Linked DNA regions of Mus musculus: regions 1, 2, 3, 4, 5 and 6 are each linked to region 7. Evidence: chromatin contacts called from public promoter capture Hi-C data. All regions are on one chromosome and are shown on one strand. The core of a region is the stretch at or near the end of the contact, and the rest is flanking DNA. Distances in the headings are between cores, read along the strand shown. Region 1 overlaps Tns3 (tensin 3). Region 2 overlaps Tns3 (tensin 3). Region 3 overlaps Pkd1l1 (polycystic kidney disease protein 1-like 1). Region 4 overlaps Pkd1l1 (polycystic kidney disease protein 1-like 1). Region 5 has its middle 24 kb from the start of Tns3. Region 6 overlaps Tns3 (tensin 3). Region 7 holds the start of Igfbp1 (insulin-like growth factor binding protein 1).

Region 1 (3,618 bases), core at 619-3,118, 1.4 Mb before region 7:
GTGTGTGATGGGAAGAACAAATAGGGTACCAGAGGATACTCTATCCTGGTATTACTGGAGTTGTTCCAGTCAGAGTCTGGTTCCCAAAGCCCTAAAAGCTTAGGTTCAGCCACTGGTCCTCAATAAGCCAGAAACAAGTGATACAGAAAAGCAGAGAGAGATTTATTTACCAATATAGTCACACCAGGGAGAAGAAGAAATCAAGAGGTTCAATGACTACTGAGTCTGCCTTCTTGGACTGAAGCTTAGTTTTAAATAGAGTGCAAGAGTTTGCATAACTAGGCAGTCTTGGTCATGGCATGGTCCTGTCTGTCCTTAGCCCATCATTGTCTGGGTTCCAGTCTCTTTTACAACAGAGTCTGATCAGTAGTCAGAACTGTGTGAAATACCTTTATGAGACCAGCTTTCCCTCTGGCTGACACCAGGCTTCAGACATTTCTTCTAGCATTCGATTCTTAGAGAAATTCTAATTCTATTGTCCCAATAGATGGATAGTCAGTGTGAGGACTGTATCTCTCCATCAATACCTTGGCACTTACTGGGAAGTTAGAGGGTTGTAGGAACAACTCAAAATGATGTTTCCTTAACAGTCACACCTATCTCAGACCTGTAAGTCTAGGAGTGTGAACATGCAGGGTGAGGATGGGCCCACATGCACACATAGAGATATGCAGGGAAAAGGCCTTGTGATGATGACAGAGGCAGAGATCCCCGGATCCCCGGGGCTGCAGTGGTCATGTGAAGATGCAAGAGACAGGCCCAGTCTTGCATTTGGCCCTGCTGACTCCCCAGTCTTTCATTTCTAGCCCCATATGTGGGAAGAAATAAACTCCCGTGGTTTGGAGGTATGCAGTGCAGGGTTCTTGTTTCAGTAGCCTCAGGAAACCAATACTCTGGGACCATTGTCATATTACTTAATTGTTCTCCAGAGAACTATGGAGTGATGGGAGAAGAGGCCACTCTGGCTGCAGAGCAGTGAAATAGTCTTCCTAGGAATAGTATGTAGGAATAGCATGGATTCAGAGATGCTCTGTGTGAGGCCCATGCCAGGAAGAGAACTGATAGGTCACCCATGGAAACTAAGAAGCAACCTTTGTCTATGACCTGTCTGCGGCATTGGACAGGACCGTGACACCCCTTTCTCCAGGGAAAGCCAGGACAGCAAAGCCAGACTCCCAGGAGTTCCTTATGTAGCCAGCAGCGATTCTGTGAGCAGGATGCTGGTAGGCCAGCCAGGGCTGGGCCAGTCAGTGTTCATGGATGCTTCCCTGGGATGCCAGGATGCTGGTAGGCCAGCCAGGGCTGGGCCAGTGTTCACGGTTGCTTCCCTGGGATGTCTGACGTCAGCCCAGATCTTTGTTCATCAGTGTCTTGTTTCAGTTCTCTTCCAAAACATCTGAGATGCGGTGACCCTGGAGGCACAGATCTTTGAGAAGTCTGTGGCTCCTCCCATCCAACCACAATCCAGACTTTGATCCTTCTTTTTCTTTGATTTCACCATCCCCTCCCACACCTAAAATAACATCCATCTTTTGACTGTGTCCAACTGTGAGGCGTTTAGGCTTCTGGGTTTCTGGGAAAGGCAGTCCCAGAGAGGAGGTTCCTGGAAGCTGAGCACTGTCAACTGTAGCCGGGAGCTACACATCTCAGCACAAGTCCTACTGGGAAATGGAAAATCCCCCTACAGATGCACCCAACAATGCCAGCCTCCCCTGGCTGCCTTTGTCATCCAGTCTTTGAAAGCCAGGTTGGTTCTTGTTTGAGCTTTTGTTCTCCCTCTGCAGGTGGAGGTATTGTGAGGCAAGGCCAGGACATGTTGACCTTTGGTGGCGTCAGCTTATGCACAAAGGGAGCACAAAGCCCTAGCTAATGATTAAATGCCCACACTGGGTTGCAGCCCTGGTTACACTTGAGGTGATTGCTCGGTTCTTACCATCCTGTCCTCTCACTGTGTTTGCAGTTTTGGGGCTGGTAGAGAAGGGAAGAGGCTGGCAGGGTGACAGCTCTTGTCTTTAGCCCCCACCCCCTTTCCTTCTTCTGGCTCCCTGGGGACCAGTTCCTGAGCTGATTTCTCTTAAATAATGACCTAAGTCCCCAGGGTGGCATAGCCAGCTTCTTTCTGAGGGGCTCGTGGAAGCAGGGGTTTGAGTGATTCGAATGCTGCCAAGTCTGGAGGCTAGTTTGCCCTGCAGTAAGCCAGACAAGATGGCCAATGGGATTTCCTTTCTTCCACGGCCCGCCATGCATGTTAATGTGGGGCCATTGAAGACAATGGCCACGTGTGACTGTTGACAGAACTGTGACTTCGGGCGTGATCAAATATTTATTTGTTTTGGATTCTCCCCCCCCCCCAAACCTTTAGAAAACATCCTTACTAATTATTTGAGAATTGCATATAATTTATTGTGATCATTTTTACTTTATTCCTTCCCTAACCCCTCCCAGACCAAAACCAACTCCCTATCCCCTTCAAATTCATGCTGTTATTTTTTAAAATAACCTGAGGTCAAATTTGATACACACACACACACACACACACACACACACACATATATGTATCTATATCTATCTATATAACACATATATACACATATACATATACATGCACATACATGCGCATGTATGCTCCTATGTGTGGGGCCATTCACTGCACCATTATCAACTTACCAGGGGCTATACCCTTAAAAACCATGGCTCTCTGCCTTACCCAGATGCCGTCATCTCTCAGGAGCCCCTCAGTTGGAGGTGGAGCTCATGGACTGCTCTCTACTCTTATATCCAGAAGATGTTTTTCACTCCAACCTCCCCAGCTCCCTGGCTTTTAGAATCATTCCATTCCCTCGCCCTTCTGCAGTGGTTTCCTAGCCTTGAGTGGTATAGATGTCCCAGTTGTGTTTGACAACTCCACTGACATCCACTCTCTGTACTTGGACGCATTGTGAGTTTCTGTGCTAACCAGTGTCCACTACACAGAGATCCCTCCGATGTGGCCTGAGAGCGGACTGATCTATGAGTACAGATATCTGAATTTAGAGGCAGTTGATTAATTATGTCTGTTTTAGTAGAAAAATACTAAGTTATCCTCTAGGGCCCGTGAGCTCCCAGCTGTAGGTTCTTGGTTAGATTTACAAACTTAATACTGGTACTGTCTTTCAGCCTGCAGTGCAAGCCTTAACTCTAACTGGAAAGCAAAAGCAACATTCTTGTTATTGTTGCACCCATGGGCAACAGATCTTGCCTCACCAGGGTCATTATTGTAGCTCACAGGGTTCACAAGTGGGTAAGTCTGATGATCCCCCCCCATCCTCATCGCCCCCCCTCCCCGCCTGCCCAGGCCTACATTGTATCTTCCAGTCTAGTACTGTGAAAGCTAGCCAGCTCAGTACCTACTTTGTTTCTCAGTGTCCTGTGACTAAAGTGTGTGGTGTCTTCAGCCATAGGTCCTTACCTATTGGATACCTTACTTATTTATTATTCCTTAAATTGTAAAGCTCTTAGCCTATGGCCTGGTGACATTGTAAACTCCCAGTCATGTGGGACATCTGTTGGCATAGTATTTCAATGGTCTGAGGGCGTTTTACCATCAAGAGATGTGACCACCAAGATACCGTGCACTGT
Region 2 (3,381 bases), core at 121-2,620, 1.3 Mb before region 7:
TGGGAAAGCAAATGAGGACTAGGTGTGTGTTCCAGGGGGGAGATTGTTTGCCATGGTGGATAATGGTGAGGGCGATGCTAGTCTGAGGTTGAATAGGGCAGGCAAGCTATGGAAGAACTTTCTATATAGTGCTGCTGGGTCAGTTAGCTTTCCTGTTCCTGTTGTAAAATGCCCAGCAGAAGCAGCATAAAGCCCCAGAGGTTTTTTTATTTCATCTCCCACTTGCAGAGAGTTCTCAGTCCATTCCGACAGGGAAGACTGGTGATGGCAGCTTGCATAAGGCTGTTTCTGTGGCATCCAGCAAGAAGCAAAAAATATGGATGGGAACCAGGGCAGATATAACCTTCAAAGACTTAACCTCTAGTGAGCTACTTTCATCTATCCAACTATCCATCCATCCATCATCCATCCATCCATCATCATCCATCCATCCTACCATCCTTCCATCCATCCATCCATCCATCCATCCATCCATCCATCCATCCATCCCCACCACCCATAGGGTTCCCAACCTTCAAAACAGTGGTACGAGTATGAATTGAGTTAAACGTGAACAAATGGGGACGTTTCACATTCCAGCCAGGACTGTGGCAGGGCCCTTGTGCCTGTCTATACTTCATAGTCTTCTGTATTTGGATCAGAATGGTCTGTGAGAACTCTGCCTTTAAAAATCTCTCAACTTAATTTTTGTTTGTGCTTACTACAATCACTCTTTTTATTATGACAGCGTTCTTAATGTACACTCAGCCCTTTGTACACTCAGCCCTTTCTGAGTCCTGCCTGCTGAGCTGGTTAGGTGAAAAGCACTTCACGGAACACCTTATGCTGTTAAGGGACAATGATCCCTATGGGTAGCCAATCCTACTCTTAAAGAGCTCCTCCTCTTGTTGATAAATTGAGGCCACACTCTGCTGCCACCCAGGCTCCAAAGGTCTCCTTTCATTGACTCTGTGATGTAACAGTTGTGTGGCACTTTTAGGTGCAGGGTGACAAAGCTGAGGGCAGTGGCTCTCAATAGCTGTCTGACCCCTGGGAAGCCTCTGCTCAGTATTCAGAGCTGTAATCCAGTCATGGACTATTGACTTTTGAAAATGGATGGAACCTGTTGGGAAAGAAAGTGTGATGTCGATGCTGCCAAAGGACAAGTGCCAGGCCCTGGCTTCCATCCCATTAAGAAGACTTTTATTATTATTGTTGCTGCTGTTGTTGTTTTAATTCCCAAGTGGTGCTAGAAAAACTGTCTGAAAATGTGTGTCATTCTGTAGTGTTGCAAGAATCTTATGAGTTTTGAAGTGATGGCCCCAGGATAGAGAGGTGGCACTGAGATTTCAGTGGATTTGACCTTTGCCCTCACCTCTCAGTCTCCAGCCTATGCACTCTCCTGAGGTCTCCCTCCCAGGAGGAAGCAGGAGCACCATCTCCTGAAACACCCTCGGGTGCTTCACTCTACCTTCCAGAGGGCGCATCATGAGAGTTTGGCAGGTGATGGAGGCTGGGGTGGTCCATCTGTCCCACTACAGTTTCCATGTCTTTGTAGTCCAGCTGTCATGCAACATCACTCTCACGCCAGTTTCCCCTCTGCATCGCAGTCACGGACTGCATCTCTAGCTTTCTCTGATGACCTCACCCTCTTAGCTAACACACACAGTGACTCAGTCTTAGCCTTGTATTCTATCCCCGGGGCTGGGGACCTTTCCACTCCAGTCGCACCTGTGGGAATAGCAGCTAAGTTCTTGCTTTGCCTTTCATTGTCTTTCCTGAGATTGGAGCCAGGTTGTTGCTCCTTCCATACAGCTTCTTTTCTCACACCTCAAGTCTTGTATGGAAACTCTGCTGTTGTGACTTCCCACCATTTCCTTCCATTAAGGTACAAATGGCTGCCCAGTGATGTCGCAGGTCCACCTGCCTGGCTCTCTTCTGCGTCCTCCATGGGAGTACCATCCCTCACAATGCCAGGGAGATGTGAGATTGCAGCTTTATTTCTACAAAGCCTGAGGTCTTGTGTTTCTCAGTTCTGCCAAGTCCGGGAAAGCTTTTGACTACAGTATTTGGTCCATGGGATGTAAAACAGCAGAGACAGGAAGCTGTGATTAGTGGCTCTTCCCCTTGTGTATTTAGCTCATGTGTTCCTACCCCTGGAACATCCACCCCTTCCTCTCACACTTGGCTGAATGGTAGTCCCCTCTTTTCTCTTGGAGATTTAAAATGTACCAAGAAAGGAATAGAGATCAAGCCTGTGGGGCTATGGCCTGTGCACTCTTCTCTTTTAAGGAGTCAAGGGAGAGAAAATTTGTCTGTGAATGCATTTTAAGGGCAAAGGGAGGAGCTTTAAAAAAACAAAAGGTTCATCTAGAACAGTCTTTTCAGACAGGTCTTCTGTGTAGCCGAGCATCCTTACCCTGCCTTGCTTGTCAGAGCTACATGTCTAGCTCCCTGTGCCCTGAAGCTCTGGACTGGGGGACCAACATGCTTAGTCTTATGGAAGCGTCTCCTGCTGATGATGGTGGAGTTGTTTTGGACCAGTGACATTTCCAGGGCCAGTGGCTTTCTGACTTTAGTTCTGCAGCTTCGAGACCTCATGCTGATACTTAAAGGGCATCCCTTTTCCATCCTGCCTCCTATGCAAGCCCTCCCTCAGCCTCTGGTCCCACCGTTACCTCTTTATAGTCTTCATATTGGCTTCTTACGTAGAACTTTATCTGAAGGTTGAGCTCAGTCATTGGCAGTTGGAAACCACTGCCCTGTGTGCCTTTTTCTGGTATCTCAGAGTTGAGATTGTTTTTTAAGGTTTGCACACAAGACTTGTGATATCAAACACACCCTGCAGTATTTAAACAGTCTTGCTTCCCCCTATAGGTTCCAGGACAGAGAATAAAAATAGTTTTGAGTCTTATGGGTCCTGTGAAGGGCTGGGCATGAGGGTAGAAGGAAAGGTCAAGGCAGGGAGTGTGCTTTGCCCTTGAACTAGATTGAGCCTGGATTATAAGACTCCTGGACTGTAAGACTTTTTTCCCCCCTCTCTTTTAGGCCACCAAGCTATTAGAGATTCAAGGTTATTTTAATGGCTATATTCAATGTTATGCATCCAGGGACCTCAGATTTTAGACCTGCTTGGTTTACACTGTGAATAGGAACAGCTTTGGCTACTTTTTGTGGATAAAAGGTCTGTTTATACATGGTGTTCCTTTCTCAGGAGCTAGACTGTGTGGAGAGTGCTCCTTCGATAGAGCAGAGTTCTGAGGCCCCCTTGGATGCACACTGATGATCTGGTAGAGTCTCCTTTGCCTCAAAAGAGAGCCAGTGTAGAGGCCTCTGAGCCAGGGCAGGAGACAAGTAGGCTCCCTTTGATTCATGAACCAAGGGTGATCAGAGCAAGTTAGA
Region 3 (3,559 bases), core at 316-2,815, 1.7 Mb before region 7:
ACAGTTGTTAGCCAAACCCCATCTTCTTCTCCAGGGATATGACTGGACATCAAGGCAGAACTAGTCACTCCATCCTCTTGGATTTGGCTTGGGTTAAAGGGCCTATTTTCTGTAGTCGACATAATCACATAACTGTTAAGAAAGGAACACAGGCAATGTTCAACCTACTGGAGGCTACATAAACAGTCCCCATAGGACCAGATGAGGAGTCATGCAATGTGATAGAGAAAGCTCCAGCCCAGAATTTATCCTCAGAATATGCTACTTTAAAAAAAATACAAATAATAATAATTAGTGTAGACTGATATTAATAAAGCAGAAAGTAGACAACATGGTTTTTAATTACTGGGGAGTAATAACTATGCCTGTTGTACATCTGCTCAGAATTTTTAGGGTGATCTTTATAGCACATTCTAGATACATTCTGAGGACATGGGAAATTGTGTATGTGTGTGTATGTGTGTGTGTGTGTGTGTGTGTGTGTGTGTGTGCGTGTGTGGTGTGTATATGTGTGTGTGTGTGTATGTATGTATATTCTCCACTATTACTCTTTATCCTGGCTGAAATACCCACCCTGTCTTTCTCTTAGCTTCAAAGCATGTCTTACTGGGCAAGGCTCAGCTCTACTTAACGGTCAACCAAGCTCCGCAGGACATGTCTTGTCAGGTGCGACCCCACCATGGTATGGAGGCATATACCATCTTCAGTGTCTTCTGCATGTCAGGGAAACCGGTATGTGAGATTCTTGAGACCCCTTGTCTGTCCTGAGGAATGCAAGTAGCCACAACTCTTGGGAGTCATGGGAGCTCCTTACTTGGCGGGCTGCAGGGATGGGCCTGTCCTGTAATATGGGAAAGTTGCTCCTGCATGAATGGGAGCCTTCCCCTACTCGTGAGAGCAGCCTCCTCATCAGAAAGAGGATCCTTGCAGGGGGTTGCCAGGAAGTCAGGAGGATCTGTTGCCCATAAGCATACAAGTAGGGGGTGGGAAGCTCAGCCTGAGTCCTAACCCCATCTCCAGGATGTGTCTCTCACCTACACTTGACCCTTTGTCCTAATTTGGGCAATGAAGAAATCATTGTGACTTTTTGTACAGGGTCTTGTGAGGCTTTAAGGAGAATTGGGTGTGAAGGGATTAAGGCCACCTTTGAGATCAGGTGGCAGCACAGTAGGAGGCTGTGAATTTTCAGTCACTGTCCTCTGGCTATGGACAGAAGCTACCTGCCCCTGACCTGTTCTGCTCAGGTTCCTTCTCAGAAACCTGCCCTCATGCACAGAGAAGTAAGGCCTGGGCCTTCTGTGAAGGCTCAGTTCCTGGGACCTCAGCTTCTAGCACAGGGCATCTCCATGCCCCCTCCTGGTCCTCATGCCTGTATCATGCCTATCTGTGGAGAGCTGAGACACAGGACTGCTGTCACTGTGAGGGTACTATAAAAGTCTGATTTGCAACTGTTAGGGAAGTGGCTCTCAACCTTTCCAATGCTGAGACCCTTTAATATAGTGCCTCATGTTGTGGTGACCCCATCCATGAATCATAATTAAATATCTGTGTTTTCCAATGGTGTAAGGCAACCCCTGTGAAAGTGTCATTAAACCTCAAAGGGGTCACAACCCACAGGTTGAGAACTCTTGTATTAGGGTGTCTAAATGCCACAGATGGGGCCTTTGTCCTAATTCTCAATCTTTGGGAATCAGGGGTTCCAGCAGATGGGGATAGAGTCGGCGGGAATTGGGGTAACAAACAGACTTGACACAAGGGAGTGTGGATCTGAATGTAACTTGTCAAATCGAGCATCAAGCTTTTTATATAGAAGAAAATAGGGAAGTTAGGTGACACACCTGAAAGGTACAATGAGGTTATGGGATCCTTACATAAAACAGAGGAATGCAAACAGGAAGGACTGGCTTGCAACAACTGGGATAAAATTCAATGTTAACAACTGGGAACAAAAACAGCCCCACCTAAGGTCAGCTTAATCTTAGAAGCCAGGGCCAAGGGCTTCTTGCGTGCCCTTGCCATAGTTTCTATTCTATTGTATAGTCCAAGTTCCCCCTAGGCCATTGTAAATACTTGTTTGTGTATGGGTGTAACTCAGCTATCTATAGTTCTAAGTATCTACTTTGGTTCCTTCTTAGATCACAAACTTCCTTCTTTCTAGATACTGGTAAATTCCTGTGTAGGGCAGTGACTTAGCTATCCATGCCTAGGGTCGGATCAAGGACTGCCTAGAATCTAATTTAGCTATATGTCAAAATATCAATCCTTAGAAGCACTTATAATAAAGCAATATTAAGGGAAAGCACACAGATCCGTTTACCAACTAAAGCAAGGACATTGGAACATTCGTTATACAGGAAGCCAAGGTTCCAGGAGACTAAGTTTCTGTGAACTTTTCGCCTCAGGACAGCGCCCAGGTTTTGGGGGGCCTGTCGCGCTTGTCACTACTGGAATGGGATGTAGCATCTAAAGACAAAATGAGCTAGCTGACCCAAGTGTGGAATCCTGCTTCATGTAAGAAGCCCTTTGGCTTAAGAGCAGAAGAGTCCCACTGTGCCAGAAAACCTCTCTCTCTTGTGTGCCTATGCAGTGAGAATGATGCAGGCATCTTGGTCTGGGCTGTAACACATGAGCAGCAGTGGCCATGAGGGCAGCAGCAGATGGGACTGATTGGGCAATGCCACCCATGTTGTATTCAATTTTCTTTCTTTCTCTCTCTCTTTCCTTCTTTCTTTCCTTCCTTCCTTCCTTCCTTCCTTCCTTCCTTCCTTCCTTCCTTTCTTTTTTTCTCCCATGATTGGATCATAGGACTTTCATTATGAATTTCGTTACCGGATAGGAAACACTTCCTCACATACCCTGTACCGTGGTCAAGACACCCAGCATTATTTTTTATTGCCAGCTGGTGATTCTTCGGACAATTACAAAGGTAAGTCACAGAGCCCAGCATGTTACTAGATCTGCCTACATATCTCTCCAACCTTTTCTCCAGTTTCTAAAAACTATTGAAAGACCCCCGAGGTGGGTAGTCAATCAATCTGAGGAGACCCTCTCAAGGACCAGCGAGACCACGATTCGGATGCAAACAGCAAGAGGCTTTATTGAGAACACGGGTACCCGGGCGACGCAGTCTATCGGAGGACTGGCGCGCCGAGTGTGGAGTTTTTACCCTTTTTATAGGGCTGGGGCTGGGGAGCAAAAAGCGCGGTTACAGAAGCGAGAAGCGAGCTGGTTGGTTAGTTCGAATAAGGCTTGGGGTATTTCTCGGTCATTTGGGGAAACTGAGGTGGGACTTTTTAGTTCTAAACAATGTCTATTTTCAAGAAATGGGTATGGGAGGGGTACGAGGAAAGGGTCTAATGAAGGTTCAACAATGGGCACACACCTGGTCAGAACATTGGCGGACACACAGGTTCAAGGAGTGGCCAGAGCACTGTGCACCTCTATTTTTCTAAATCAGTGAAGCTAGTTCTGCTAACACTGACGTCTGAGAGCCATCTGTTCTTGGCCCTGAGCCGGGGCCCAGGTGCTTGACCACCGATATTTGGCCCCTGTCCCAGTA
Region 4 (3,356 bases), core at 530-3,029, 1.6 Mb before region 7:
CAAGGAGGCCAGGGGACAACCCTGGGTGTTGTTTCTCAGAGAGTATTCATCGTTTTGTTTTGTAAGACATCTTCTCTCCCTGGTGTGGGAATCACTGAGTAGAATAGGCTAGCTGACTGGTGAGCCCAGGAAGTGACGTGCCTCAGTCTCCCCCACATGAAGATTACAGGCATGTGATTACCCTTTACCAAATGAGTCGTCTCCTCAACCACCAACTTCATGTTTGACAGTCAACTTGTCACCAGAGTGTCAGGGATGCTGAGGCTTCCCTTGGCCAACTGAAGGACCTTTCTTCTCGTCTTGCAGCTCTCTATGGTTGGAGTAGCAATAGCCTACTATGCAGCCTCTGGTCACCTCACTACTCTTGCTGTGAACATCACCGACCAGTTCCACAAAGGACTTTATCAGAGGCTTGTGGACATCGGCCTGATGGTGTCATGGCATCAGGTACATACAATAGGAGACTCAGGGCTACCCAGAAAGAGGCCACAGCTGTTATTGTTCTATGGCATCTGTCACACAAGGACAAGAGGGATCAAGGTGATGAATGTGTTCTGTAGAATTTTGCTGTATGCTCACAGACAGTGGTACTGAGAGTAGTGAGATTTGAAGACCATCCCACATGACCACTCGTTGGGCCTCCATGCCTGCTGTGTGAAGTAGAACTCATGGACTTACAGCAGCGTGAGGAAGCAGGTGTCAGCCAACATCAATTACAGTAAGGAGGCTGGCACTAACATGATGCATAGACACATCATGTGTCCTCTCTTTCTAGCTGGTGATGGTCTTAGACAGAGATGTTTCCAATAAGTGATCACCATGAGACTCAGGGAAAGAAACAGGGGTCATGAAAGGGAGAAATACCCTCTCTAAGACCCTGTATCTCTACCCCACAGATTCTCTAAGCTTCTTTTCTACATACCTTGAGATCTGTCAGTGACCCAGAGCCATTCCATACCTAGAGTACCCTTACACCCTGGGCAAGCTGCTCCTGGAACAACCCAAAAAGAAGGGGGACTTGTTCCCCTCTAACTACAGTGTTCCCAGCTCTACCTCCTCTCTTTAACTTCACTCTGCCTACTTGTATGAAGCACCCTGGACCCAGTTCTCCTTTCTGTTGTGTGGGGAGCCTTAGAGGGCACAAGGCTGGTGGTCTTCCTCTACCACAGCTCCACCCTTCCTTTCCTGGATAAGTGGTACCACTCTTGTTCCTGTCTCCTCAGAGGTCATATCAACTCCTACCCATCTTCTCCTCTGCCTTCCCACCCTCTATAATCTGGGCAAACCTTGGGGCAGAAACACAAGACTGTTCCTAACGTAACCACTGCAGCTGGGGAAACTAAAGGCCCAGAGAGTGGAAGGACCTTTCTGTAGCCAGAGTGGCCAAGCTATGGAGACATCAGAGACTCTTCAGTCTTGGGGGAAGATGTGCTTTGAGTGTTCTAAGCAGATTCTTCCTGAAAGACAAAAATAACTATCCTCTCCCCATTGTAGTTGTCACTAGAACTGTGACTTCATGAGTCAGCCCTGCCCCTCCCACCCCAGCCAAGGAACGGAGCACTTGCATAAGGGAAGCCCTGAGGCTATACTTCCTACTCAGGGGTGTTGAGCTCCATAGGCACCCATGAGTGGCAAGGCTAGGCACAAACCAGGTAGATATCTTCACATCATGAGCAGCTGGCACTCCCTTACTGAGCCGGGTCCTTGCCTCCATGGTACTGTGAAACACATTCATTGTGCACATTGTTGATCCATGCACAGAGAGCAGCAAAGGCCATCCTGTGTTGAGCACCAGGAGCAGAAGGATTCCAGACACTTCTACATCTTAGATTGTAATTTCCACAACTTGTAGGAATCTAGTGTGGCAATCACAAAAATCAAGACACGCATCCTTTTTTTCCTACAGAGGCAGGAGGCTGGGGCAATGGAAGGCTAGAAGTCATAGTAAGCCCATCTTCCAAGGCTCAGCAAAGCTGCCCCAAAGAACTAGAATTTAGTCTGTGTGGAGAGACATTATTCACAGCTGGGAGAACCTTGAGAGTAGCTTCCTGGGGCTCCATAGGCTTTGGTGTTTGAAGACTCGCTGTTTTTAGACAGACAGGATCAGAGCTCACACTGTTCCAAATGGCTTCTCTTTGTCTTGGGATGTTTTGTTCTCAGCCACCCTAGGGCCCTCTTACAAGGACTTTGCATCTACTGAGATGTGTGTGCTACACTATTACTTGGTTCTCTCTCATACACCAAAAGACCAGAAGCACTAGGAAGGAAGTTTACCAGTTTGTTCCCTACTGTTCCCCAGCATCAGCATGGGGCCTTACTGTCTCATCACTGGTAGGCGTTCTGGTCTACCTTTCCTGTGTGTCTATAGTCATCTGCATTTCTTTTCTGCCAGGGAGCTTCAGCTCACTGTCTACTCTGCCCTTCGACCACAGCTATACATTCTCTGGATTCTGATGCCATTAGAGCCTAGAGTTTCCTTGCCTGTGTTGAAAGCCCACTGGGCTGGCTTTCCTGAAACTCTCTATAGGATGCTCTTCTCACTGAGGTGGGCAGAGCAGCTCTTCTAGGCATGTAGTGAGGAGACATGGGAATCTGTCAGCACACTCTTAGTGAGCACTGGGTCTCTGAAATGGGTTCACCTTTCTTAGCCTTCCTTCTTCATAGTGTGCTATCTTTCTCATCATGTTTGCTGCTGCCAGAATCTTGCCTGGGATGACTTCCTCTTCCCTAGGGATTCTATTACAGCCAGGTACCAATTTCTGGGCCTTCACTTAGCTCTTGAGTAGAGCTGTCCTGGTAAAGCTTTGTCCTGCCTGACACTCTCTGGTCCTGCATCATTTGTCCCAACCACTAGAAAACCAATTATTCTTTTCACACACAGTGCCTGTGGTACAGCTCAAACTGGTCAAAGCTGGGTACCTCTAACACTCCATGAGGCTAAGTTTGGTATGCAAATTTCTATTTTCTGCTGAATATATTATTTTACATATATTGGTCTAAATAAAACACAAAGTAAATTTCCCTGCTTATTTTTGCCAACTAAATTGCAGCTATCATTAAATTTACAGTTCTGCCCAGAGCTCACATTGTATTTCGCCTTGCCAGTGCTGACTACAGTCTCAATCATCTCTGTTTTTCCCAAGCATAGCTTCATCTTGTTGTCTTGAAGTGACCACAGGTATGCCAAGCATATTTCACAGAGACATCTATCCATCAAGTAACATACTATCTAGTAAAACAGGTCATGGTGACCCATGTATACCACAAATGACCCCACTCATGCTCCAAGAGAGCGAGCATCACAGTCCACTCAGAAACAGCACTGGTAACAGCCTCTGACCTTATAGCCAGGTACC
Region 5 (3,573 bases), core at 220-2,719, 1.5 Mb before region 7:
CGTTGGGGGAGGGGGGTGGACCTCTAAGACGGAGAGATGAAATTCCAATTTCGCACAGTGACAGTTAGACAGTGAAGCTCCAGGCATGTCTCTAACATCAAGCCTTATGCATTTGTCCTGGCTAATTTTTATGTCAATTTGACACAAACTGAAAAGCAGGAGCCTTAACTTAGAAAATGCCTCCATATCAGGCTATAGGGCATTTTCTTTTTTTTTTTTTTTGGTTTTTTGAGACAGGGTTTCTCTGTATAGCCCTGGCTGTCCTGGAACTCACTTTGTAGACCAGGCTGGCCTCGAACTCAGAAATCTGCCTGCCTCTGCCTCCCAAGTGCTGGGACTAAAGGCATGTGCCACCACTGCCCGGCGGGCATTTTCTTAATTAGTGAAAGGAATGGTGATGCTAGTGATAGATGGGAAAGGCCCCCAGCCCATGAGTGTGGAAACACCCCTGAGCTGGTGGTCCCAGGTTCTGTAAAAAAGCAGCTTTCAAGCAGTCTCTTCCATGGCCTCTGCATCAACTCCTGCCTCCAGGTTCCCTCCAAGTTTAAGTTCCTGCCTCGGCTTCCCTCAATGGTCTATGATTCAGGATGTGTAAGCCAAAAAATTACTTTCCTCCCCAAGTGGCTTTTGACCAGAGTGTCTCATCACAGCAATGGTGACCCTGACTGAGATAGCACTGACCCAAAATTAGAGGAGAAAGACATTGATGGATATCTTACTCTTCCCCTTCCTGCCTTTGCCCCTCCCCCTCTTCCTTTTTGTGGGTTGTTGATGTTCCTTAAAAAAACAGAAAGAGACGTTAAGGCTGTTACAAACACAAGAAACAGCAGGCTCCTTTTTACTTTCTGGAGGAGGCAGAGCCTGGGGGTGGACAGTCTGAAGGTTTGAGGCTGTGGTTGAAGGAGGCAGAGCCTGGGGCGGGACAGTCTGAAGGTTAGAGGCTGCGGTGGGACCACGATTTTGTTTAGCGGCTGTGTGGATTCCCAAGTACGTCCACCCATTCGATTCTTCCCTCACAGAATTGGAGAACAGCCTTATATGTTTAAACGTGGCTTTGTGGCACACGTGTGTAATCCAAACACCAGGAGGCTGAGGCAGGAGGATCACCTCCAGCTACAGGCTGACCTGGAGCATTTGACAGCCTCCTGCTCTGGAGCCAGGCAGACCTAGCTTCAGCGTCCCTGTAGCCACTGTGCCCCGAACCTTTTCTAACCACTCCTCTGTGTTCTCAGCTATGAAGTGAGCAAATAGGCCAAGCCCTAAAAGTTTCTGGTGACAATCCCCGACCAGGTCCAGTGCAAACCAAGCCTTTGGCAGTGAGCTTGCCTCCTTATGGCTGAGACGCTGTCTGGAAGGGTGAAGATGTGTAGGGTAACAAGTATTTTTAGCAGAGACCCCTGACTCACGCAGCAGGGATTTTCACATGACCCCGAAATGGGAACCTGCTCGGTTTCTCTATCACTTTCTATGGCGCTGAGCATGGTTTTGGTTCCCTCCTTCAACCTCCCACTTCCCTCAGAAGCTTCTCACCCACACCTTGCCCCACTCCATCGGCTTCTTAAAACCACCATGTCCTTTAGACTTTTCTGTGGCTGCCCATTGCCCAGGCACGAAGCACCCTTCCTAACCCAACAACCTCTCTGCAGCCCACCACTACTGACACACCCGGACAGTCCTCTTCTGGTTCTCTGCCCAACCCAAGGAGCTAGCAGCAGACATGGAGGCTCCCCTAGTCCTTAGTCCTGTAGGATTCCAGTCTGCACTGCCCCAGGCCCCATCCCAGTATGCACTCCATGCAGTCCTCGTGGGGCATCAATCGCCTTGAACTGTTTATTCACCCTTCCAATGAGTTCACCTTCCCCGAAGGTCAGCAACTGGGTTCACACAGGAATGCAGTAACTTGTTCTGCAAGACCAGAGTTGTTCAAAGCGTTGCAACTGTACTCAGTGACTAGGCTAGACTAGATCCTCAGGTTCTGCCTCTGCTCACATCGATACCTTTCAGGATCCCCTTTTCCAAGGGTCACCCCAAATTTCTTAGTCTCCTGGGTATTAATGTAAGAGGGCAGTGTCTGTAAAAAGCAAGTTTGGGGTTTACCTGGCCCTGTGTGTCTGTCTGAGAGTGCTCATGGAGACTAGCACAGCACCATATGACCACTATATAGCCTGCCTCCTGTGGATGGGAATGCAGATGGAGTCTGGCTGTCTAGTCCTGGCTCATGTCTTCTCTGGAGGCTGCCTGCAGGGGCTGCATCACAGGAAGGCTCCTCCAGCACTGGAGTTCTGACTTCAGGTTCACTCACAGGCTTTTGACTAAAGACCTCAGTTTCTTCCCACATAGGCTACTCCAGGAAGCTAACCCTTGATGTACTGTATAGGTGTTGTTCCCCAATGTCAGCCATGTAGGCCTAGAGCCACCAATCCTTCTTTGGACCCAGTCTCCAAAGCCACACACCACTACCCCTGCCAGGCAGTGTTCTTCATCAATGAATCCAGCCCAAACTCAATTGACAGGACAGTAAATTAAGGCCCACCTTTGAAGGAAGGTGCAACAATGGAGGTATAAGTCAGCGTTGAATTCTACTGTAGCTTATTCTTCCAGAGAATGTGCGCTGAGTAAACGGGGACCTCACGCCTTGAGTATTTCTTAGAGTTCGAAGATATACTCTCTTTTCACATTCAAGCCATTCAGAAGCCAGGCACATCCCCAGATGGCATCCAAGTTTGATTAAGGTGCCATATTATGTAAGGTCCATGCCCAGCACCAGTGTACTGAACCCCACACAACAATACTGAGGAGGGCATTAAGAAGGACCCCTTAAATGTGAGGACCCTGAGTGTTTGTTGGAGTCACGGGATTTCTAGTCTGTGTCTAGCACCCTGACCAGGACAGACCCAGATAACACTTTAATGGTTGTCAGTTTTAGCACTCAACTCAGAAGGTGAAAATAAGGTGTACTTTGAAAGCTTCAACTCACCATTTCTACGAAGACTGACTTTTCAATGTGCTTTCTGTATTTCTTTGATATCCAATCATGGTATCATGGTCTGTCAGCTCTTAGAGTACTTTCAGAGATTCAAACATCAATTCCAAACTTAATGAACTCTCCCTTCCGGCAGGATAGAGCCCTGGAGCCCTAGGGAAGGTGGTGGGATGGGTGATCTTGGGTGGGATGGGTGATCTTGGGTGGGATGGGTGATCTTGGGTGGGATGGGTGATCTTGGTAACCTACACAAGGCTGAATCACCTGGAACCCAGTAAGACACATTTCGGGGTGTCCCTGTGAGGGGGTCTCCAGGGATGATTAGCATACGGGTGAGTGAACTGGGTGGGGAAGACCATCCCTGGGTGGCCCTATCACAAGGGGCTGGGACCTGGATGGGAAGGAAAGGCAATGTGGGAGCTCATGCAGGCACGCACGCACGCACGCACGCATGCACACCCTCAGCTCACCTTGAGCAAGTGCTATTATTTCATATTCTTATGCTTTTTAATGCTGGCACTGCCAATGAGCATCAGAATCTAGATCTTCCATCTTTGAATGTGGACTTGCACAAGCAACTCTCCAAGGGC
Region 6 (3,611 bases), core at 733-3,232, 1.4 Mb before region 7:
ACCCCGAGCCAAGGCTACCATTTCCAGTTCTGAACGTAACCCCTAAGTCTACGATACTGCTCCAGACTTGGCCATTCATTGTACAGCTGTGACACCAACACATACAAACTCCCCAGTAAGCATCATGGGGAGAAGGGTTGTCAGCTGATGCGACAGTTCTGCAGTATGCCCACAGTGGACCGTCTGGACAGGGAACTGAAATGAGACATAGGGTTTCCGAGAGCAGTGCATGTAGAGAGAGTGTGCACACATATTGCTGGAAACTGGAATACGCTGGGGAGGATGACTGGGGGTGAGCAAGGAAGACATGAGTGTCCCTTCCTGGTCTAAGGAGCTGGAGCGAGGCCATGGCTGGATGTCTCAGTGGGATGCAGTGGACCCTTTGTGCTGAGGACACCACAGTTACCCTCTGCTCCTGTCTTTAGAGCAGTTGAGGAAGGAGGGTCTGGATGGGATTATTTTGGAATGCTCCATAGCAGGTTTTATTGCCAAAGGCAGGGATGGAGAGGACAGAGAAGGTGTTTAGGAGGAGGTGCTGGGCCAGCATCACATGATTGGAGTCACGAGGCTTGGGTCTTGCAGTGTGCATCAGAAATGATGGTGCCACTGAGTGCCCAGTGCTGTTCTGAACTAGCCTCTATTTGCCTTTGTGTGTGTTGGTGTTACAGTGGCCAAGGCTGGAGCAACAGTCTAGACTTAGGGTTATGTTCAGGGGGTAGCCATGACTTTGCAGTCCCTCTGACCTTCACCTTTCCTCCTCCTCCTTCTTTTTTTTTTTTTTTTTTTAAGATTTATTTATTTTATGAACACGAGTACACTGTAGCTGTCTTCAAACACCCAGAAGAGGGCATCAGATCTCATTACAGATAGTTATAAGCCACCATGTGGTTGCTGGGAATTGAACTCAGGACCTCTGGAAGAGCAATCGAAACCGCCGAGCCACCTCTCCAGCCCCCACCTTTCTTTCTTAAACAGCAGGTGCACAATGTAGTCAGGTCTTCTGGCTGGTGGAACCAAAATAATGACAAGGACAGCCTGGGAAGAGAGTCTCCTGGTGTCATGACTCCCTGTGCCCTCCACATTTTGGACAGATGCAGGCTTGTTCTTTATTCCTCATGTCTGATGCGCCATTCACTGGGGATGTTGCCTCCGAGGTCCCCTGCAGATGCCTAGCCCCTGTCATTTTGGAGTGCTGGGTACCTGAGTCCCTTAGTTCTTCCTTGGGTTCTCTGCTCCAAACTCCCTCTCCCTATCCTCTGGGCATTCTTCCACATGGCTTTCTCTCTTTTCTTTTTCTGGAGGAAAGTCCCTTTAGTCACTTTAGGTTTAAGGAGTCTCTGCCCCTTCCACTGTCCAGTAAGCTCTGGAATGCATGAATGGAGAAATGGTCCCTAAGCAGCTAATCAGAAATTCAAAGGGCAGCTGATAGGAGGCCTTGCATTCCAAAGACCCAACCCTGGGTGTAACCCAGGGGTGTGGCCTCCAGTGACAGTCACCTTAAACCTAGTGGCTGTCTCTGTTGATTTACACACTCCTTTTCTAATGCCATTTGTGTGAGACTCATGGGATGCGGTCTGAGGGACACAGTGAGAACACCCACCCCGTTCCTGCAGGCTGGTGTGCCCTGAGCTGAGACGTAGATATAGCAGTAAAGGGATACTGACCAAGCCAGTGCCATCTCCGCCCAATGTGAGGACAGTGATGGCTATAAACTTCAACTTCTTCTTCCTCTTCTTCCTCCTCTTCTTCTCTTCCTCCCCCTCTTCTTCCTCCTCCCCCTTCTTCTTCTTCTTCTTTTTTTTTTTTTTTTAAATAAAGGATGATTAGGAAGATTGCCAGTCCTGTGTTATACATATTTTTTCCTCCAGTGAATTTTTTTTGTTGTTGTTGTTTTTGTGAGACAGGGTTTCTCTGCATGGTCCTGGAACTCACTCTGTAGACCAGGCTGTCCTCGAACTCAGAATTTCACCTGCCTCTGCCTCCCAAGTGCTGGGATTAAAGGCGTGCGCCACCACGCCCAGCTTCCAGTGATGTTTTAAAATGACAAGCAACTACTCAAACTCTTTGGTAAGTTGAGAGCTCTTTGTCCTGCTCTCCTGCCTTTGCTGAGTAGCTGTGTAGGGGTAGGAGGTGGGAGGCTGGGGTGCCCCTTGTGTGGTAGTTATGTGTTGGCCTCCTGTATCAGTGCTCTGCCAGACTCATGAACACTTGGGGGCTGAACCTCAAGGCCATTTCCATGGTGGGGTTAGGGGGATGTTACTGCTGTGAGTCTGGACTCCCTGAAAATGCTGACTCACAGCCACCTGAGCAGTAGTCTCACCTTCGGAAGACTTTGATAATAAGTAGCTAAAACTTGTTGTGTTGATGAAAACAGAACTGGGGGTGGGGCTTGGGGAGGGGTGGGGGAGTTGGCAGCCGGGAACATAACCCCTCCTGGAGTGTCTGATTAACATTCAGTAGAAGTCTTTGAGATCGCTCAGCAGTAACCAATGAAGAAACCGTGACTCAGTGAAGTTAATAATAAACCGGTGGTTGCACTGCTGGACTGGCTGGAGTCTACCAAGGCATCCTGGTCTTTGCGGCCATTGTGTGTTGCCCACTTCCCTTTAGGCATGCCTGCTGGGGGAATGTCCCAGGCTCTGGGCTTCTTGTTCCCAAGTCCGTTGCTCCTAGTGTGTCATCTCAGCTGTAGCTGTGAGCCCCATGGGGGATTTTGAAGACATACTGCATCTGGGAGCTGGCCCCAGGGTTTGTGCTATAAATGATTGAGGGAGAGTTGGTTCAGTTTAGGATGTTTCTGTCCACTCCCTTCAGGGGTGTCTGAGGGTCACTATGGCCTGTCTTGGCCCTGGGAGGCCCCTCTGATGATGTGCTGTCTTCCCTGCTCAGGGTCTATATATGGTTTTGTTGTTGTGTGCTGGCCCCAACAGGGGAAGTTGGGTTGTTTCTGGTCTGGAAGAGCCGAGGAGGCCTGAAAGGACCAGGGGTAATCCAGGGGTCTCCCTGTGGACTCTAGGAACAGCCAAGAGTGTCTCCATGTTGGAGGAACTGCTGGCTGTGCCCTCCAGGACCTGGATGTAAATCAGGCTTCGGTAGGTTCTCCTTAGCAGACGGCCTGGCGAAACTGCACAGGTTTTCTTTAAGTTAGGTTTGATTTCTAACTTTCACTGGTTAGTTTGAACATAGAAATTGTACATATGCATAGAACACAGTGGTGTGTGTCTCTCAGCTCTAGCGTGGGGTTTTTAATGAATGTGCATTGCATCCTGATAACAGTAGGGCTATTAGCATGTCATCATCTTAGATGCTTATTATTTTTTGTGGTGAGAGCATTGAAATCTTCTACCTTGCAACATATGATATGCTATTCTCAACTCTGGAATTCTGTGCAATAAAACCCCAGAACTTGTTGGCATCTAAAACTTTGTACCCATTGGTCAATCCCAGAACACCCCACCCCCACCCCCAGCCCCCACCCTGCCCCCACCCCTGCCAGGATGGTGCTGATCACCTCTCCACTCTCACTTCTCTACTTCTCTCAGACTCTTTTTTCTTTTCTTTTCTTTTCTTTTTTTAAAGATTTATTTATTATTATATGTAATTACACTGTA
Region 7 (3,189 bases), core at 39-2,538:
CAGAATATGGAACCACGTGGCTCCTCCACACCCACACAGGACGTGCATGCAGCCCAGATGGGGAGATAGGGGCTGGAGCAGAGGAAGAGGCATTTTCCAAGCTTCCTACTACAAACAAACCAGTGCTTAAATTCAGGAAAGAGCCTGATTGTCAGACTCCTAGCAGGCAACGTACACATCAAACACTGTTTGTCTATAGCGATGAATGGAAGTGAAGGTCTGGGCCTCAATTTTCACATTATGTTCTGTAAACATCTGGGAAGCACATACGGCGTGGCAGGATATATGCTACAAAGGACATTGCAAACCTCCTGGGGGCAGCAGGAGGACTCCCATTCTAAACCTCCCTGGACCCTCCAGCCATTGGAACTGCCAAGGGCAGAACCCACAGGAGGAGGCCGGAGGTGCTTGAGCCAGCACCCCACCCACCTGGCAGCCCCATAGCTCCCTCCACCTCCACTGAAAGACCGAGTAGGATCATTACTACCTAACCTGCAAACTTTCTTCACAACTCTCCACTCTACATGGGGTGCTTGGACCACCCCTTCTAGGATGTTTCCTGGGCAAGACCACACACAGATGGACCTCACTGAGAGATTTATTTGACTATAACAGCTTAAACCTCTTAGTGGGCCAAGAGTGCCTTTGCCCTATCTGCTATAAGTTTCCGATAGGCCTCTGCTGGCCTAGGAAGCACGTATGTCCCAGCCAAGAGATCTAGAGGCAGAGATGGACTGCAGTACCTTCATGCTGGGAGCTGAACAAGGTGCTCGTGGCGGGTGCAGCAGGTTCTGGTACACAGGCTCCCTGACCACGGGTGAGGGCATGCAGGGGACGAGGCTCTCCTGGCAACGCACGGCAGCTGAGTCCCTGGGCGCAGCGAGCAGTGGCCACACCGCAGGCAGCACCCATCGGCAAGGCACATGTCGGGCAGCAGCCACAGCCTGCAGGCCGAGAAATCTCGGGGCACGAAGCGGGCACGGGTGGACAGAGCCCCAGCCTCTCAGCAGTGCAGGGAGCACAGTGCCATGGCTGGGGGGCTCCAGCGGCCACGCCAATCTGGAAGGACAGGAGAATCAGGAACGGCCAAGAAACAACAGTTAGGAACTCGGGCATCGCAACTGGTTCAGCAGGCTGTGGATGAGACTCTGGACAGGCAGCAGTTGCTCAGTGGTCACGACTTTCTGAGTAGATAGTAGTGGCAATGGTGGTCACAGCTCTCTGGGCAGACGGCCGTGTGCAGTGTTCAATGCTCGCTGGGTGTGTGTCTCCGCGGGCAGTGGACCATGCTGGCTGGTCGTACCCAGAGCCTTATGAAGGGCTGGCTGTGCGGCACAGGTTAATGATTGTCAGGGCAGCGTGCTAGGACCCCAGTGTTCAAAATAAGTTTGTTTTGCTTGTGAGCTCTACACAAACCGTGGGTGGAAGGGGGTAAAGGGATCAGGTTTTCTACTATGTTTGTCCCGTGGTGATGGACTGGGACAGGAGCTAAAGTCCAACTCTGTCAGCAAGCTGCTAGCCAGATGGGGGAGGGCACTTGCTTTTGTTCAGGGGAAATCAAAGACCTAGCCGGCCAGGCTCACAGAAAACCTAAGCGACTAAAGAAAGAACAGATTAGACCAAGAAGGCTTCAGGCCCCAAAGGGAAGGGAAGAGTGGGGCTCTCCGTGACAATGCCCACAGTTGTTTCTCCCTCCCCAGGAAGCCTCTAGCCATCAAAGGAAGAAATCCGTAGTTCACCTCCTGGCTCCTGGCTATAAATTCCAAAAGAACAGTTGTGCCTTCAAAGAGAGAAAGTGCTAGGACTCCGGGCACTTGGTCTATATCGCCATACCCAAGCTGTCTCTGACAGTCTAATGGTCTAGTGTAATTGAGATGCTTATCAACGATCAAGTCTGACAGCTTTTTCTGCATCATTTTTTCATTCTTTTATATCACAAGGAAAACTTCAGAAATGTTTAAGGGCAATCTGAAATAGGACTCACCTTGGAATCTCACCAAAACTTCCCAGAGAAAACTGATCATGGACCACCCCCCCCCCTCCTTGCCTGTGAATATCTTCTAAGTCCCCAGGTCTAGATTTTTGTCTCCCACATACCTTTGTGTCTATCTGCTGACCTGGGTGCTAGATCAGAGCGACCAACCTCTAGCAACAGCTTGGAGCCTCTTACCTTGTCCTTTTTGGTATTGCTTTGGGGTGGGGTAGAACCCTGAAAACTGTACTGTACCACAGTGTTGCGTGCTTATCCAGCCCCTCACTTTCTTTAGCCATGGCATTTCAGAAAGCCTTGGAGATTTTAGCCCCAGGCTCTAGAGGAGGATATTGAAGGCAAAGGTTGCAGGAGATTTTAGGTCAAGGTCACAGAGACTGCCCTGGAACACCCTGGACAAACTCTCACATCCCTGTGACCCAGCAGTTCATCACTGCACCCTGAAGCTTGGCCTTGGGGGATGGCTTCCTGGGTGACTTGACTAAAGCACTTTAAACACATGTGCACCGATGCATCGCCTACCAATGTCTGCCCTCTCATTCAAAGAAACCAGCATAGGTGCCCACTACTGAGCAGGTATGTTAATAGTGACTGGCTGGCTTTTTAATTCGAGGTACAGAAAAAGCCTAGCAGATAAGGAATCAGAGGCATAGGCCAGTGGGCCACAGTGAGCAGCACACTTGCCAGGAGAGAGGACTCATGGGGTGGGAAGGTAGGTTATGCCAGATAAAGACTGAGGAAGAGTCCCCATATGGATAGAGAATTCAGGAACTCAGCTTCATCACAAAGCAAAAGGCAGCAGGCGCAGGCTGACCATTCGCATCCGACCACAGAAGCACCTTTCTTGTCTCCAGAGAGAGACAGGGGACCTGTACTGACTCTGCTTCTGGCACTGCCACTGTTCTGCCTACAGCCACTGCTGAAGGAGCTGGGTGTTAAGAGAAAGGGACCCTGAGGCTCAGAGGCCAGAAGTCTGTGAAAGCCTGTGGCTACAGATGATGACACAGACAGAGCTCACTCTAAAGCTGTCCCTACACAGCCTACATGTCCACAGTCAGACACTGGATAAGGAAGTCCTGGAGCAGTCCCTGAAAAGCTCAGCTCATCGTGAGCCACACAGAGCAGTTCTTTCTTTCCTATAATCTTTACAAAAGATGTTCTTCAATTAAGGAAAACTGCCGCACTAAGGAACATTGGGA

Evidence for each region. Promoter capture Hi-C pulls out the DNA fragments that hold promoters and counts their contacts.
Region 1: a contact with region 7 is called in a promoter capture Hi-C map of liver, with 6 times the contacts expected there. The contact joins the enhancer-like site here to the promoter of Igfbp1 in region 7. A contact is called at or near these places in 7 of 39 promoter capture datasets (3T3-L1-derived adipocytes, the SN4741 cell line, cranial neural crest and 3 more) and 1 of 115 datasets of contacts at active chromatin or transcription factors (embryonic stem cells).
Region 2: a promoter capture Hi-C map of liver shows a contact between it and region 7, with 17 times the contacts expected there. The contact joins the enhancer-like site here to the promoter of Igfbp1 in region 7. A contact is called at or near these places in 18 of 39 promoter capture datasets (the 3T3-L1 cell line, 3T3-L1-derived adipocytes, the C10 cell line and 13 more), 25 of 484 Hi-C or Micro-C datasets (the AtT-20 cell line, the Ba/F3 cell line, the C2C12 cell line and 17 more), 3 of 115 datasets of contacts at active chromatin or transcription factors (astrocytes, cardiomyocytes and liver) and 2 of 9 other capture datasets (adipose tissue and embryonic stem cells).
Region 3: a promoter capture Hi-C map of trophoblast stem cells shows a contact between it and region 7, with 16 times the contacts expected there. The contact joins the enhancer-like site here to the promoter of Igfbp1 in region 7. A contact is called at or near these places in 13 of 39 promoter capture datasets (the 3T3-L1 cell line, 3T3-L1-derived adipocytes, the HPC-7 cell line and 7 more) and 1 of 484 Hi-C or Micro-C datasets (the AML12 cell line).
Region 4: a promoter capture Hi-C map of trophoblast stem cells shows a contact between it and region 7, with 10 times the contacts expected there. The contact joins the enhancer-like site here to the promoter of Igfbp1 in region 7. A contact is called at or near these places in 12 of 39 promoter capture datasets (the 3T3-L1 cell line, cranial neural crest, embryonic stem cells and 6 more).
Region 5: a contact with region 7 is called in a promoter capture Hi-C map of liver, with 5 times the contacts expected there. The contact joins the enhancer-like site here to the promoter of Igfbp1 in region 7. A contact is called at or near these places in 5 of 39 promoter capture datasets (the SN4741 cell line, cranial neural crest, hippocampal neurons and 2 more).
Region 6: a contact with region 7 is called in a promoter capture Hi-C map of liver, with 5 times the contacts expected there. The contact joins the enhancer-like site here to the promoter of Igfbp1 in region 7. A contact is called at or near these places in 8 of 39 promoter capture datasets (the 3T3-L1 cell line, cranial neural crest, embryonic stem cells and 4 more), 1 of 115 datasets of contacts at active chromatin or transcription factors (embryonic stem cells) and 1 of 9 other capture datasets (embryonic stem cells).

What each region holds. Positions count from the first base shown.
Region 1 is chr11:8,567,636-8,571,253 of GRCm38.p6, reverse strand. All of the region lies in intron 4 of Tns3 (tensin 3), which reads left to right. Among named protein-coding and RNA genes, the nearest start is that of Tns3, 95 kb to the left of the region's middle. Within about 2 kb of position 1,868, at least 73 of the 459 cell types and tissues checked have an H3K27ac peak or open chromatin away from gene starts, as enhancers often do. A contact at or near this core is called in the SN4741 cell line, embryonic stem cells and liver, where this site is marked.
Region 2 is chr11:8,508,045-8,511,425 of GRCm38.p6, reverse strand. All of the region lies in intron 16 of Tns3 (tensin 3), which reads left to right. Among named protein-coding and RNA genes, the nearest start is that of Tns3, 150 kb to the left of the region's middle. Within about 2 kb of position 1,370, at least 13 of the 459 cell types and tissues checked have an H3K27ac peak or open chromatin away from gene starts, as enhancers often do. A contact at or near this core is called in liver, where this site is marked.
Region 3 is chr11:8,928,722-8,932,280 of GRCm38.p6, reverse strand. Pkd1l1 (polycystic kidney disease protein 1-like 1) reads left to right here. Exons shown (of 52, transcript XM_017314870.1): 17 at 590-732; 18 at 2,806-2,926. It overlaps Gm40814 (MLV-related proviral Env polyprotein-like), which reads right to left. Exons shown (of 2, transcript XM_030246476.1): 2 at 3,006-3,559. Among named protein-coding and RNA genes, the nearest start is that of Gm40814, 9.6 kb to the right of the region's middle. Within about 2 kb of position 1,565, at least 8 of the 459 cell types and tissues checked have an H3K27ac peak or open chromatin away from gene starts, as enhancers often do. A contact at or near this core is called in trophoblast stem cells, where this site is marked.
Region 4 is chr11:8,846,009-8,849,364 of GRCm38.p6, reverse strand. It overlaps Pkd1l1 (polycystic kidney disease protein 1-like 1), which reads left to right. Exons shown (of 52, transcript XM_017314870.1): 47 at 307-447. Among named protein-coding and RNA genes, the nearest start is that of Gm36772, 48 kb to the right of the region's middle. Within about 2 kb of position 1,779, at least 36 of the 459 cell types and tissues checked have an H3K27ac peak or open chromatin away from gene starts, as enhancers often do. A contact at or near this core is called in trophoblast stem cells, where this site is marked.
Region 5 is chr11:8,686,952-8,690,524 of GRCm38.p6, reverse strand. No RefSeq gene overlaps it. Among named protein-coding and RNA genes, the nearest start is that of Tns3, 24 kb to the right of the region's middle. Within about 2 kb of position 1,469, at least 83 of the 459 cell types and tissues checked have an H3K27ac peak or open chromatin away from gene starts, as enhancers often do. A contact at or near this core is called in liver, where this site is marked.
Region 6 is chr11:8,633,827-8,637,437 of GRCm38.p6, reverse strand. The region is part of intron 1 of Tns3 (tensin 3); the gene reads left to right. Among named protein-coding and RNA genes, the nearest start is that of Tns3, 29 kb to the left of the region's middle. Within about 2 kb of position 1,982, at least 84 of the 459 cell types and tissues checked have an H3K27ac peak or open chromatin away from gene starts, as enhancers often do. A contact at or near this core is called in embryonic stem cells, liver and stem cell-derived epiblast-like cells, where this site is marked.
Region 7 is chr11:7,195,886-7,199,074 of GRCm38.p6, reverse strand. Igfbp1 (insulin-like growth factor binding protein 1) reads right to left here and starts at 1,288. Exons shown (of 4, transcript NM_008341.4): 1 at 744-1,288. The coding sequence starts at 1,116.